Regions from separate parts of the Danio rerio genome. Here regions 2 and 3 are each linked to region 1. A link is a contact called in public HiCAR-type data. All regions are on one chromosome and are shown on one strand. Each heading gives the region's core, a stretch centred on a gene start, on an enhancer-like site or on the middle of the called end of the contact. The rest is flanking DNA. Distances are from core to core; before and after follow the strand shown.

Region 1 (3,954 bases), core at 465-2,964:
AAATAAATGAACGAATGAATAAAAATGAGCAGTGTTGGGGTGTAACTTGTTATTTATAATGGCATTACATAATTTAATAAAATGTAACTGTTGTTATCCATTACAGTTTCTGAAAAATGTAAAATTCAACTAAATTGGTTAAATCTGTATATTTTTTGTAAAAAGCTTCAAGAAGTTAGAAAATATTCCGATTTTTTTCTCTTGTTTAAATTTGTTCAGTTTAGGACAAAGAATAGGAAACATGCCTATTCTATAAATGTTTTGTTTCCTGTAGTTAGTTAGTTCTATATATTTCCTATTAGTGTTGTCGCAATACCACTAGTTCACATTACAATACTTTACCAGCTTAAGTATTGTAATACCAAGTAGTATTGCGATACTGTAATTCATAACTCAAATTTATGAAATAAAGAAAATGATCAGAAAAGCTATTTTATAAGTTATAACAGGCCTACTTGAATTGAATTCATAATTCTCTTATTATTCTAAAATGTATTTGCACATCAATATAATACATTAAAATAAAGATACAAATTATACCGAACAGAATTTATTACAAAAAGAGCAAATTAGGCAATAAAAAGAGGTCAAAAATGGTTTCGATGTTTCCTGTTGCTCTTTTTGTTTTTCATCTATTGTTTTTTATTTTTATTTTTTCCTTATCAGGTAAGAATCCAAAGTAGGCCTAATTATAATTTTTACTTTGTGAGTCGTTGTTTTTAAGAGATTGTTGTGTTTGTTGTAGCTACTAAATCATATTGACAGGAACAGAAATGAACTGATTCAGATGTGCGTTTAAACTGAAGTGTCAAAAATCGTAAAACCATAAAAACCATAAAAGGTGCAAATTTTACACAGTTTTGCAACCTTTGACTGCTTTATTCTAATAAAATGGACTATTGTTGCACAAACTTGTGAGCAATTTAGTGACTTTTCCACACACATTATTTATTGTAGATAGACCATTAATGACGATACTACCATATACAAACTACAGTGGTATTGCCAGTATTTTGGAGCCATAGTGTCACGATACTACCATAGTACCGGTAAATGGTGCAACCATCCTATATAGCCTAGCCAACAGTTATGACAGTGTTTCTTATTAAAGCTATTATTTCAAAACATTAATTATGAAATAAATAAATAAAAACTATTTCATATTATGATTTTAAATTTGTACTTACCATCAGAATGGTTTCAAGGTAAAAAAATAAAATAATGCTACATTATGATTATGTGTTGGCAGTTAAAAACATTTATTAGAAATTTCGAAATGTTATTAAAAAAACACCATCAGTTACATTACTTTCAAAAAGCACTTAAATTAATTAGGTACAACTTTAAATATTGTAACTTGTGATCTTTCTTAAAACTTTAAACCATGAGCAAAAGATCACAAAGATCTCTTTTTTCACCTTTGTTGTTCATAGTGAAAAGAGGAGTCCTCGTAAACTAGAATACTCCCAAGTCTCAGCTGCCGGCAAACGAATGACAACGTCGCGCACCTCTGATGATATATGATAATGATAATATATAATTGAGTCACATTTTGTGACTTTGAATGGTTTGTTGGTTTGTAAAACTTCCTCCACTAGAGGGGCGTCTTTGCAATGTTCACACAGAAAGAACCAGCAGAAAACGCACGAGGAACCTTACGTCACTTGCAGCAACAGCACGTGCTTGGTTACGTCAGTTGTGAACGGGAAAAGAACAAAATGGAGGAGTACGCGAGGGAGCCATGGTGAGCCGACAGCCTCAAACCTATTATTTTATACGTTCAGTGAATGTATATGGTTTTATTTCTCTAACGGTCATACTGTAGTATGTTATTTCTACGCTGTAATTAATTGTCAGGGTGTCTGACGCTCGCAATATTGTGATATGGTGGTTTTGATGGAGGTTTTTTAACACGATGCCCTTCAGTGAAGGCTTCGTGCTGTCAGTGCCGCACATGACCTTGTTCTACCGGCTTTAGAGATCACTAGATTTTGTTTTTGTATAATGTCTTCCAGAAATGTCTGTTGTGTAAATTCGTCGACTGTTAAACGCAGAATATAGATTACAATATACGTTACAGTTATGCTTGCTGGTTTCTGCAAATCACCTGGGTAGCCTTACGGTAAATAACTATGTAGTTATGAAGTAACTATGTAGAATGTAATAACCTTGTTTGGTCCTATTGATCACTGTTGGTTTTATCAGATATGCAATAGGCAAACTATTTTAACAAACTTGTTTTTACTACGAATAATACCAAAAGACGTGTTTTTGTAACGTTGTTTTATCCATGACATAACCACACATTACCCTATGTTAACTACAAAAAAGTTTCTTATTTAGTGAAAACCATAGTAAATGAGGGTGGACGTATAAAGTAAACACTAATGAAATGTCTTATTTATAAAAAAAAAAAAAACTGTTTTTTAAATAATTTCCTGTTATTCAAGCAAATTTGTATTGATAATATTTGTATAATAAATATTTACTGCAAATACCAAGGCTAAGATATGGTTAATGTAGCAAAACTATAGTTATTTCACAGTTAGCATGGTTTATCTACAGAAATCATGTGTTATGCATTTTATTTGTACCACAACCATATAGACGTAAAGTCATTTTTATATTCTCACATTCGTTCAGTGACAACTTGTGACACACTCCCAATGTTGTTTACCATGCCACTTTAAATATTCGGTCTGAAATAAACTGCAGGTATGACTTGAAAACAACATTAACACTGTTTATTTGACTGTTGAAAATGTTGTACTTTGATAGTCATTGGCTGCTAATTAGGCATGGGACGATAACCCTTTTCAAAATATACTACGGTTTGGAAAAGTCAAGGCCAAAATTTACTATAATACCGTTCCTAACGTGTGTGTAAGAGTTTTTATTGACCTTTTGTTTTTTTTAGGAAAACAGTATCTCCAGCAGAAAACCTATCCAAAGATGCAGTTTTTAAAACAAATGAAGACAGTAGAAGTCAATGATTGATTTGAATTATTTAGCCTGACATGTTTACTGCTCCAAAATATTTTAAATCTTTCACAAAATTATATATTGCGTTTAAGGGGGAAAAAGTTTTTGTTTTTCACCCATACATTTAAAAAGAACATATTTTAGAGCAGCGATCACAATCATATTATGAAGGGGAAAGTCTGAATTTGCGAATATAAAACCAACTTTACCTCTATCACAACCATAATACATTTTCATTGGTGATGCGTTTATCATGCTATTTTACTGTTTTGTAAGAACTGCAAGAGTTGTTAGTTGGAAAGATGAACACTACATGTCATGACATCTCTCTGTTGTTTGTCAGTCCCTGGAGGATAGTGGATGACTGTGGGGGCGCCTTCACCATGGGGGCCATCGGTGGAGGGATCTTTCAGGCAGTTAAAGGCTTTAGAAACTCTCCTTCTGTGAGTCATGTTTGATGCTGCTACTAAAGCAATGCTGTTTAACTAAATGATTAGTGCTTGGTTGTACGTTATTGTCCCTGGCGTTAAGGTGAATGTTGTTTTTGTTTTTCATCTTTTTAGGGAATGAATCACAGAATGAAGGGTAGCTTGACAGCCATAAGAACCAGAGCTCCACAACTAGGAGGTAATGATCTTGTTTAAAGTTATTTGTCACATGAGTGATGCAATACTTTTCATAAGGTTTGGGTTTTTTATTTTGTATTGTATTGTTGATTAGCTGATTTAACTATTTGTGTTTGTGTATATTACACAAGTTTGAAAAGGTTTTATTAAAAACACGTTTCATATTAATTTGTTTATTTGCCATCAGCTTTTTAAACTGTGACCAAATTAATATCATAAGATCTGTGAAAATGACTGGAGAAAAAGCAAAGCATTAATTCTTTTAAAAGTTTAATTCACACAAAAACAGGATCAAATAAGATTCAAATAAATAATCTAAAAGGGATCTAAAATAAATATATAAATA
Region 2 (3,954 bases), core at 509-3,008, 160 kb after region 1:
ATACATCATAAAAATATATAAAAACTACACTTGCTTAGTGTATAAGAGCAAACCTTATTGGTTCTTGGTCATAAACCAAGCATGGCTCAGCTTCCATGACCAAATCTGTTTGCTGTAAACATTGTTTTCTGGTTATATGTGAATGAAAGCTTATATTAAGTCATGCAAAAGGTTATTTAAAGAGACGTGTCTTTTGGCCATTCAGTCTATTCTTTGTAACTCATGAATCTTTTTATGAGGCATTTGCAGTAAATAAGCTTTTTTTCTGGAGGAAAATAAATCTCTTATTTGATTACAAATGTCTTCATTTGCATATTTCTAATGCGTTAAGAACATGAGGTTGAGTAAACATTGTCAGATTTTTCATTCTGAGGTGAGCTTACTTTTTCAATATATTCTCACTTAGTCAAGAAGCAAATCAACTCAACATATACAAGCTAGATTTTGTCCTTAGGAAACGTTACCTATATTCAAACTGAAAGGTTAATCTCAATTGTTTAATCTTAACACCAATTTAGGAAGTCACCATTTGCCATCCACTCTTTAAAACGCTAATTAACCCTTAACCTCCTTGTAACTGGTTGGTTGTGAAGTCAAATGTATGTTTGCTCTATTATATTTAAAAGATAAGCTGCTTAGAATGTTTAAGTGTTTTCTGAATATGGCTTATTTATTTCTGAAAAACTGTGAATATCATAATGACTGTAATCCTAAAATCAGAAACTTTTTTTCCAGAACTTGGAAATACTGAAATTCTCATTTCGAATGCATCTCAGTATTAAAGAGATAGATCACCCAAAATAAAAATTTTGTCATAATTAACTCATCATTCACTTGTTTCAAACCTGTTTGAGTGTTTTTCATCTGTTGAAGGCAATAGACAATATTTTGAAGAATGTTAGAAACTGTTATCCATGCATTGACATCAATAATATGTTTTTTTTTTTTCCTATTTGCAATGGTTACTGGTTTCAAACATTTTTCAGTATATATATATATATATATATATATATATATATATATATATATATATATATATATATATATATATTCATTTTCTTGTTGGCTTAGTCCCTTTATTAATCCGGGGTCGCCACAGCAGAATAAACCGCCAACTTATCCAGCAAGTTTTTTCGCAGCGGATGCCCTTCCAGCCGCAAAAAAAATTATAATTTATATATATATATATATATATATATATATATATATATATATATATATATATATATATATATATTGTGTTCAGAAAAAAAGATTCAAAAGTGGTTTGAAAGCACTTAATGGCAGAGTAAATAATGGTGTTTTAATTTTTATTCACCTATTGAACATTTAAATATTTGCTGTTATCTAATGTTAAAAGTATGTACTCACCTGTATGCGTCTGTCCAAAAACTGAAAGAGTGGAAAACAGCATCCCCCCTTAAATACTGCATCCTAAAGATGGGCTTGTTTTACATGCTGTCAGTCCAACAATTGAAATTAGAGAACGTTATAACAAAAGCATTACATAGTTACATAGCCTACGTATGTGTACCTGCTCTACGGCTTTGCTTTTTTTTCAACGAGAAAAAAAGGTTTATGAAAAAAAAGTTGTAACTCGATAAAGACGCGAGTTCGTCATCGTGATATCATAGATAACCTCACGGGGGCGATAAATCGTGATTGAGGGGGTCTTCCAAACGCGTTGACTGTAATGTGGGGAGCCCTTGAGGCCCCGCCCACCAAGTGACATCAAAACACGGCTGGCAGAGAGACTGCGAGCAGAGAAACGTGCGGACGACGAGCCCTTCGTTCACTTCAACATCTCTGAGGAGGATTTTCCCCTTAACAGATAAAGATATTGCTCTTCAACATTGACCGGTGAGTCAAACACCCCCATTCTTGTAAATAGCTAGTTTGTGAATATGGACAAAACCGACGAGAATTCTGTGATATGATTCAGAGTGATAGTGTTGGTTATCTTCTCTACAGCGATCAATGTAATTCCATTTAAAATGGCTCCGTGTTTTAAAACTGCCCGAAGCCACAATAACGTCGATTTACATCACAACAGCCGCTAAAAAGACATTACAGGATAAATACGTGCCATTTAATAAATTGTAAATCGATTTTTTCTATATATCTCACACATCCGACACTGAGGATGTTTGATGTCTCGCCAAAAATAGAAACTTTGTACCTTATTTGATAAAATGGGTTGAAATTCGCTGTTTTTTCCCGTCTCGTCGTTGCAGATGTTTTATAGTTTTCATAGATGCTTTTTCTCCTGTAGCTGCATCGAACATTCATACAGTCTTTAAAATATTTTCTTTAACAGCATTATATAACGTTACTGCGGTTTAAATGAAACGATGTAATGTTTTCGTAACGTATCTGAATATACATACACTGCTAAATTATTTACGTCTATCTAACTTTGATTTAGGATTGCATCAAGTCCTCTTTCTTAATTGAATCCATATATAATTCCAGTTTTCCTCAATGCATTAGCACTTTTTTACGTGGCGCATGTATATCAAAATCATAGTGTTAATTGACGGATTTCTGGCTTCGATCGTATATGGCAAAACTTCCGGCATGACACAAATGACATTGTCCTCGGTCACCTGCTCAGGGGAAGGTCGCAGGGCTGATGATGTGATCTCCATGTGCTCGCAGGTGTGTTGTTGAGCACACTCAGACAGAGTCCTGGCGAACTACTACAGCAAATACACTGTGTTGACATAACAAACAAACAACACTGACTAACCTGTTGTTATCATCAACAAAGGGCTCTAAATCAAATCCCTCTCTGTCTCTGTGCTGAATTCTGTTTGTCTTGCATACATTGAAAAGTTTGTTATTTTAGGACTCAATGTATGTTTTAATGCGTTGTATTCAAGACAAAACATCTTAAATGTTGAATGAAGGCATGTCATTTTCCATAGAAAACCACTTAATATTTCTTCTTAGTATTAACGTGATGCATTAACAGGCATGTAATTTGGGAAATGTGATGTTTTGTTATATGTAATTATTGGTAATTAATGATATGCCGCTTGTACTCCATAATTGATCATAGAAAGTTATCTGTCTTTAATGCTTATGGAAAGTTAACTCAATAGTTGACATATTTTTTAGTTCTAGACAAAAGCAACAACTAAGGGCCATCTAATGCAGAATTCAGACTTCATGACTTTCAAAGTAGTCGTGTCACAGATGTTTTCACACAGCATGTCTATCTGGGCTAGCGTTTCGTCGCTGTTTTGTTTGCAATGCAAGATGGATTGGCATTAGGGGGTTTCACACTGCATGACTTTAGAATAGGAAGAGTCAGAGACAACTTAATCCAAACTACTGTACATCTCACAATGAAACACACCCGAGAAGTGACATGGACACAATGCAAGGTCATGTATATCTTATATTATTAACTACATAATGAGAAAGAAGCCTTTAGTGTGGTAGAAATTGTACTTATTTTGCTGCCTTAGCTTTGAAGGGAATTAGCAATTACTCCTCAACTTTTTCGACCTGGTTGTGGTATTGCTCAGATGACATGTCAAACAGACACGAGTGCTCCTGCCAAATTTCCTTTAGTTTTTCCTCCATTTCTTGGGTTCAAATAAACTGAAATTGAGTGCTTTTAACTTCTTCCTCAACCTCCTGCTGGTCTGCAGATATTCATACTAGTGGATGCTGCTCTCTTATTGGCTGTAGGTCATCGCAGATGTTATATTCAATCAGAACACATTCACATGGCATGATTTGAATCGCAGGCAGCTCCAGATATTTAGCATGACATACTGTATATCTCACGGGTGTCGGCGGCTCATCTGATTTCAAGCATTTGTCGACGATTTTTCAAAACCTGACGACAAGTGAAAATCGAGGATAAAGTCATGGAGTCTGAACTCGGCATAGGATGTAGGTGTTTTTATTTATTCAGAAGGACATTAACAAAGATTTTTAGAT
Region 3 (3,954 bases), core at 1,068-3,567, 140 kb after region 1:
AAGTAATAAAGTTTCACAAAGAATTGGTTTATTTGGTCTTTTCATACTTTCATAAGTGACTACTTTTTTTTTTACCTACACTCATCGGCCACTTTATTAGGTACAGCTGTCCAGCTGCTAGTTAACGGAAATTTCTAATCAGCCAATCACATGGCAGCAACTCAATGCATTTATGCATGTGGACAAGGTCAGGATGATCTGCAGTTCAAACCGAGCATCAGAATGGGGAAGAAAGATGATTTAAGTGACTTTGAACGTGGCATGATTGTTGGTGCCAGATGGGCTGGTCTGAGCATTTCAGAAACTGCTGATCTACTGGGATTTTCATGCACAACCATCTCTAGGGTTTACAGAGACTGATAAAAAGAAAACAGTAACTCAACAACTCGTTACAACCGAAGTATGTAGAAGAGCATCTCTGTACGCACAACACGTCGAACCTTAAGGCGGATGGACTACAGCAGCAGAAGACCACACCGGGTGCCACTCCTGTCAGCTAGAACAGGAAGATGAGGCTACAATTGGCACAGGCTCACCAAAACTGGACAATAGAAGATTTGAGAAAAGATTTCATCAACAATATGAATGCATGCATCCATCCTGTCTTGTATCAATGGTTCAGGCTGCTGCTGGTGGTGTAATGGTGTGGGGGATATTTTCTTGGCACACTTTGGGTCCATTAGTACCAATTGAGCATTGTGTCATTGCCACAGCCTACCTAAACTATTGTTGCTGACCAAGTCCATCCCTTTATGACCAAAGTGAACTCCTCTTTTGATGGCTACTTCCAGCAGGATAACGCGCCTTGTCATAAAGTGTGAATCATCTCAGACTGGTTTCTTGGACATGACAATGAGTTCACTTGGCCTACTCAAATGACCTCCACAGTCACCAGATCCCAATCCAATAAAGCACCTTTGGGATGTGTTGGAACTGGATTTCCGCATCATGGATGTGCAGCTGACAAATCTGCAGCAACTGTGTGATGTTGACATGTGAACATGGACCAAAATCTCGGAGGAATATTTCCAGTACCTTGTTGAATCAATGCCATAAAGGATTAAGGCAGTTCTAAAGGCTCCAACCCTCTACTGGTAAGGTGTACCTAATAAAGTGGCCGGTGATAGTATTTTACATTGTAAAAATTAATACATGCGGTACAGTTTAACTGGGTAGGCTAAATTGTCCATAGTGTATGACTGTGTTTGTGAATGAATGTGTGTGGATGTTTCCCAGAGATGGGTTGTGGCTGGAAGGGCATTCGATATGTAAAAACGTGCTGGATAAGTTGGCGGTTCATTCAGCTGTGGCGACCCCAGATTAATAAAGTGACTAAACCGACAAGAAAATGAATAAAATGAATGTCAATGGTTTTTAATGTTCACCAATTCTGCATTTACATTTAATTATCTTATGCAGTGGTTCCCAAACTGTGGGACGTGTACCACTAATGGTACACAGAGATCAAATGAAATGTGTCATATGAAAATGCTACATATATTTGAAAATTTATAAAAAATTATTTATACATGAATATGACATATGACATATGACAATATATTTTTTTATTAAAATATTGATGTCTTTAGTTTTTAGTTTGCTTGTTTTTTTTTACATATAAGCAAAGCAGTGTTAATGTTCAGAGTCAGGCTATTTATATTGTTTAAAGTGGCTGACAATAATCAATATTCTTAATAATATAAATTAATCTGCCACGTTTTAGAGTAGTGCAGAGCTGTAGCTGCTTTACTGGGCTTACTATGCTACTGTATTTCAATGCTGCTCATTATGGTGGTACTTAGAGACAGTTTTGTTTCTGAGGTGGTACTTGATAAAAAGTTTGAGGACAACTGATCTGATAGAAGTACTCAAAGTAACAATAGAAGTATGTAAATAATATGACAAATCCTACCTTGTTTAATGCATCATAAAAATGTAAATAGAGGGAGTGAGATGGGTTTATTTCAAAATTTGCTATTAAAAATATATATACATATATTTTCCCCAAGTGTTCAGCATCAAATAACCCTTGAGAAATCTAATATAGCTGTTTGCAGTTCAAGAAATATTTCTTCTTATTATAAATGTTGCAATATTTCTGAAAATCGTGATCTATTTGTTTTGTGTGTATATTAAATGTAAACATGTTAATAAAAGTATTAAGGTATCTAAGTGGTTTTGATCAATTTAAAAATGTGAATTCCTTTATGGCGTTAATGTTTAGTGGCACTAAAAGACTGAAGGGTAGCAGAGCATCACTAGACGTATTTATACAGTCGCCAAGTCGTCCGCGCTGCCGCGCATGCGCAGATGTGGTATTGTTCATACCGGTAGTCTGTGGAACACATTGGAAAATAAGTGCGCGCATCTCGCGCCCAACGTGCTTACAATAAAAGACGCTTTGATACATTAACAACGGGCGTTTATAGTTACAAAAAGACGGATATCACCACAGGTAACATATTTATTTAGCATTTTGCAATACTGTTTACGCTGTGCCAAGACTTTGCTCGAGTACGGAGTCTGTAAAGATGCTGTTTTACAAAATTGAATCTCTAATTTCGAGTTTAAAGGAACGAAATATCATGAATATCAGAACATGTGCACTGCTAGACTGATGTTGTGATTTACAGCTTGTATTTGTGGGAGTGGCGATGTTCTCGCCCATTACTATCCATGACATTATTCTTATGGAGGGTGTGGATCAGTCAGGAAGTTCCCGTCTGCTCGTGTTTTCGCCGAGATGAAAAAGATCCGTTCCAAAATGTCGTGAATGATGTGCTTTTGTCTGCTTTTGCATATAGACGGACAGAAGTGTTTAATGTAGGAATAACAGGCAAACATTTAGTGGAGTATTGGAATATCTGGCATCTCTATTGTTTCCATTGTCACCGTCAGGCACTTATGTATAGGGGCCCCTGATGAAATCACAGTTGATCACTCTCACTTACACGGTTACTCTTAACGGGTTCATTTAATAGCGTTGTTATGCAAAATGTCGCGATTACATGTATTCATTTGTTTAATAGGTACATTTTTGATATGGCTATTCGATTAAAGCAATCTTTACATTCTGTTCATACAAGGCAGAATCTAAACTTATACATTAAAGTTACGTATAAATAAGAGGCTTAGTAAAGTAGGCTGTTGATAATTGATTTAAGTCTGTTGTTCCCTGTGTGTTTATTGGCATGATGCCATGACCTGGATTTTTTGCACCTACAATGTTCACAAGTTAAATACTATAGATCAGTGATCACCCGTCTTTCAGGGAACTCTAGGATAGTTTTTGCTATTTGAGAAATTAGTAAAAAACAATTAATTTGGTTAATATTTGTTTGCTAATAATTAAACATTATAATTATTTTAAATGTAGCAGCCTAAAGTCAAGTAATTGTACAGTATAATGGTATTATTAGCTTTTAATTAAGTTAACCAAGTTAATTTATAAATATAAATTATAAATATAAATATATATATAATATTAAAGCACACAGAATTATAGCAGCATGTACATTTTTTTTTTAATCTTCAGGTTTAGTGGACATTTAGATCTCAGTCTTGGCTGCCCAATATATTGTAAAATGATCTGCAATTATCGCAATATACATATATGATATGCATCAAACATATCATAGACATGTGTGGTAAATTACTGTTTATTAATTCAATAATTATTGTTTATCTAAATTTGACCAATTAGATTGGGGATTACTATCTTTATCCCTGCCTCCTCAGTAGTTGCTGTTCTGCTATTGGTCGGAGTGGCCCAAATGCAAACCTAGAGTTTAAAAAAAAAATACTAATGGTGGGAGTTAATACAATTAGAATTAATTCGATCAACAAAATCATTTACCTTCTTATTTTAATATCATTTCATAAATTGATTTAAAAATTTTTTTTCAAAAAAATGGTTTAATTTTCTAGGTTATATCTTTAATATAGTTATCGCAA

What was found. HiCAR-type assays count read pairs that join an accessible place to other places.
Region 2: a HiCAR-type map of caudal fin shows a contact between it and region 1, with 3 times the contacts expected there. The contact joins the promoter of ndrg3a here to the promoter of timm17a in region 1. A contact is called at or near these places in 2 of 4 datasets of contacts at active chromatin or transcription factors (caudal fin and embryo).
Region 3: a contact with region 1 is called in a HiCAR-type map of caudal fin, with 4 times the contacts expected there. The contact joins the promoter of phf20a here to the promoter of timm17a in region 1. A contact is called at or near these places in 8 of 18 Hi-C or Micro-C datasets (caudal fin, embryo, fibroblasts and 3 more) and 3 of 4 datasets of contacts at active chromatin or transcription factors (caudal fin, embryo and gastrula embryo).

Annotation. Positions count from the first base shown.
Region 1 is chr11:26,973,505-26,977,458 of GRCz12tu, forward strand. timm17a (translocase of inner mitochondrial membrane 17 homolog A (yeast)) reads left to right here and starts at 1,715. Exons shown (of 6, transcript NM_198367.1): 1 at 1,715-1,744; 2 at 3,326-3,425; 3 at 3,546-3,609. The coding sequence starts at 1,719.
Region 2 is chr11:27,134,723-27,138,676 of GRCz12tu, forward strand. It overlaps ndrg3a (ndrg family member 3a), which reads left to right and starts at 1,759. Exons shown (of 16, transcript NM_199517.1): 1 at 1,759-1,860. phf20a (PHD finger protein 20, a) reads left to right here. Exons shown (of 17, transcript XM_073916760.1): 17 at 1-807.
Region 3 is chr11:27,113,722-27,117,675 of GRCz12tu, forward strand. It overlaps phf20a (PHD finger protein 20, a), which reads left to right and starts at 2,318. Exons shown (of 17, transcript XM_073916760.1): 1 at 2,318-2,455. It overlaps arhgap46a (Rho GTPase activating protein 46a), which reads left to right. Exons shown (of 10, transcript NM_001007295.1): 10 at 1-26.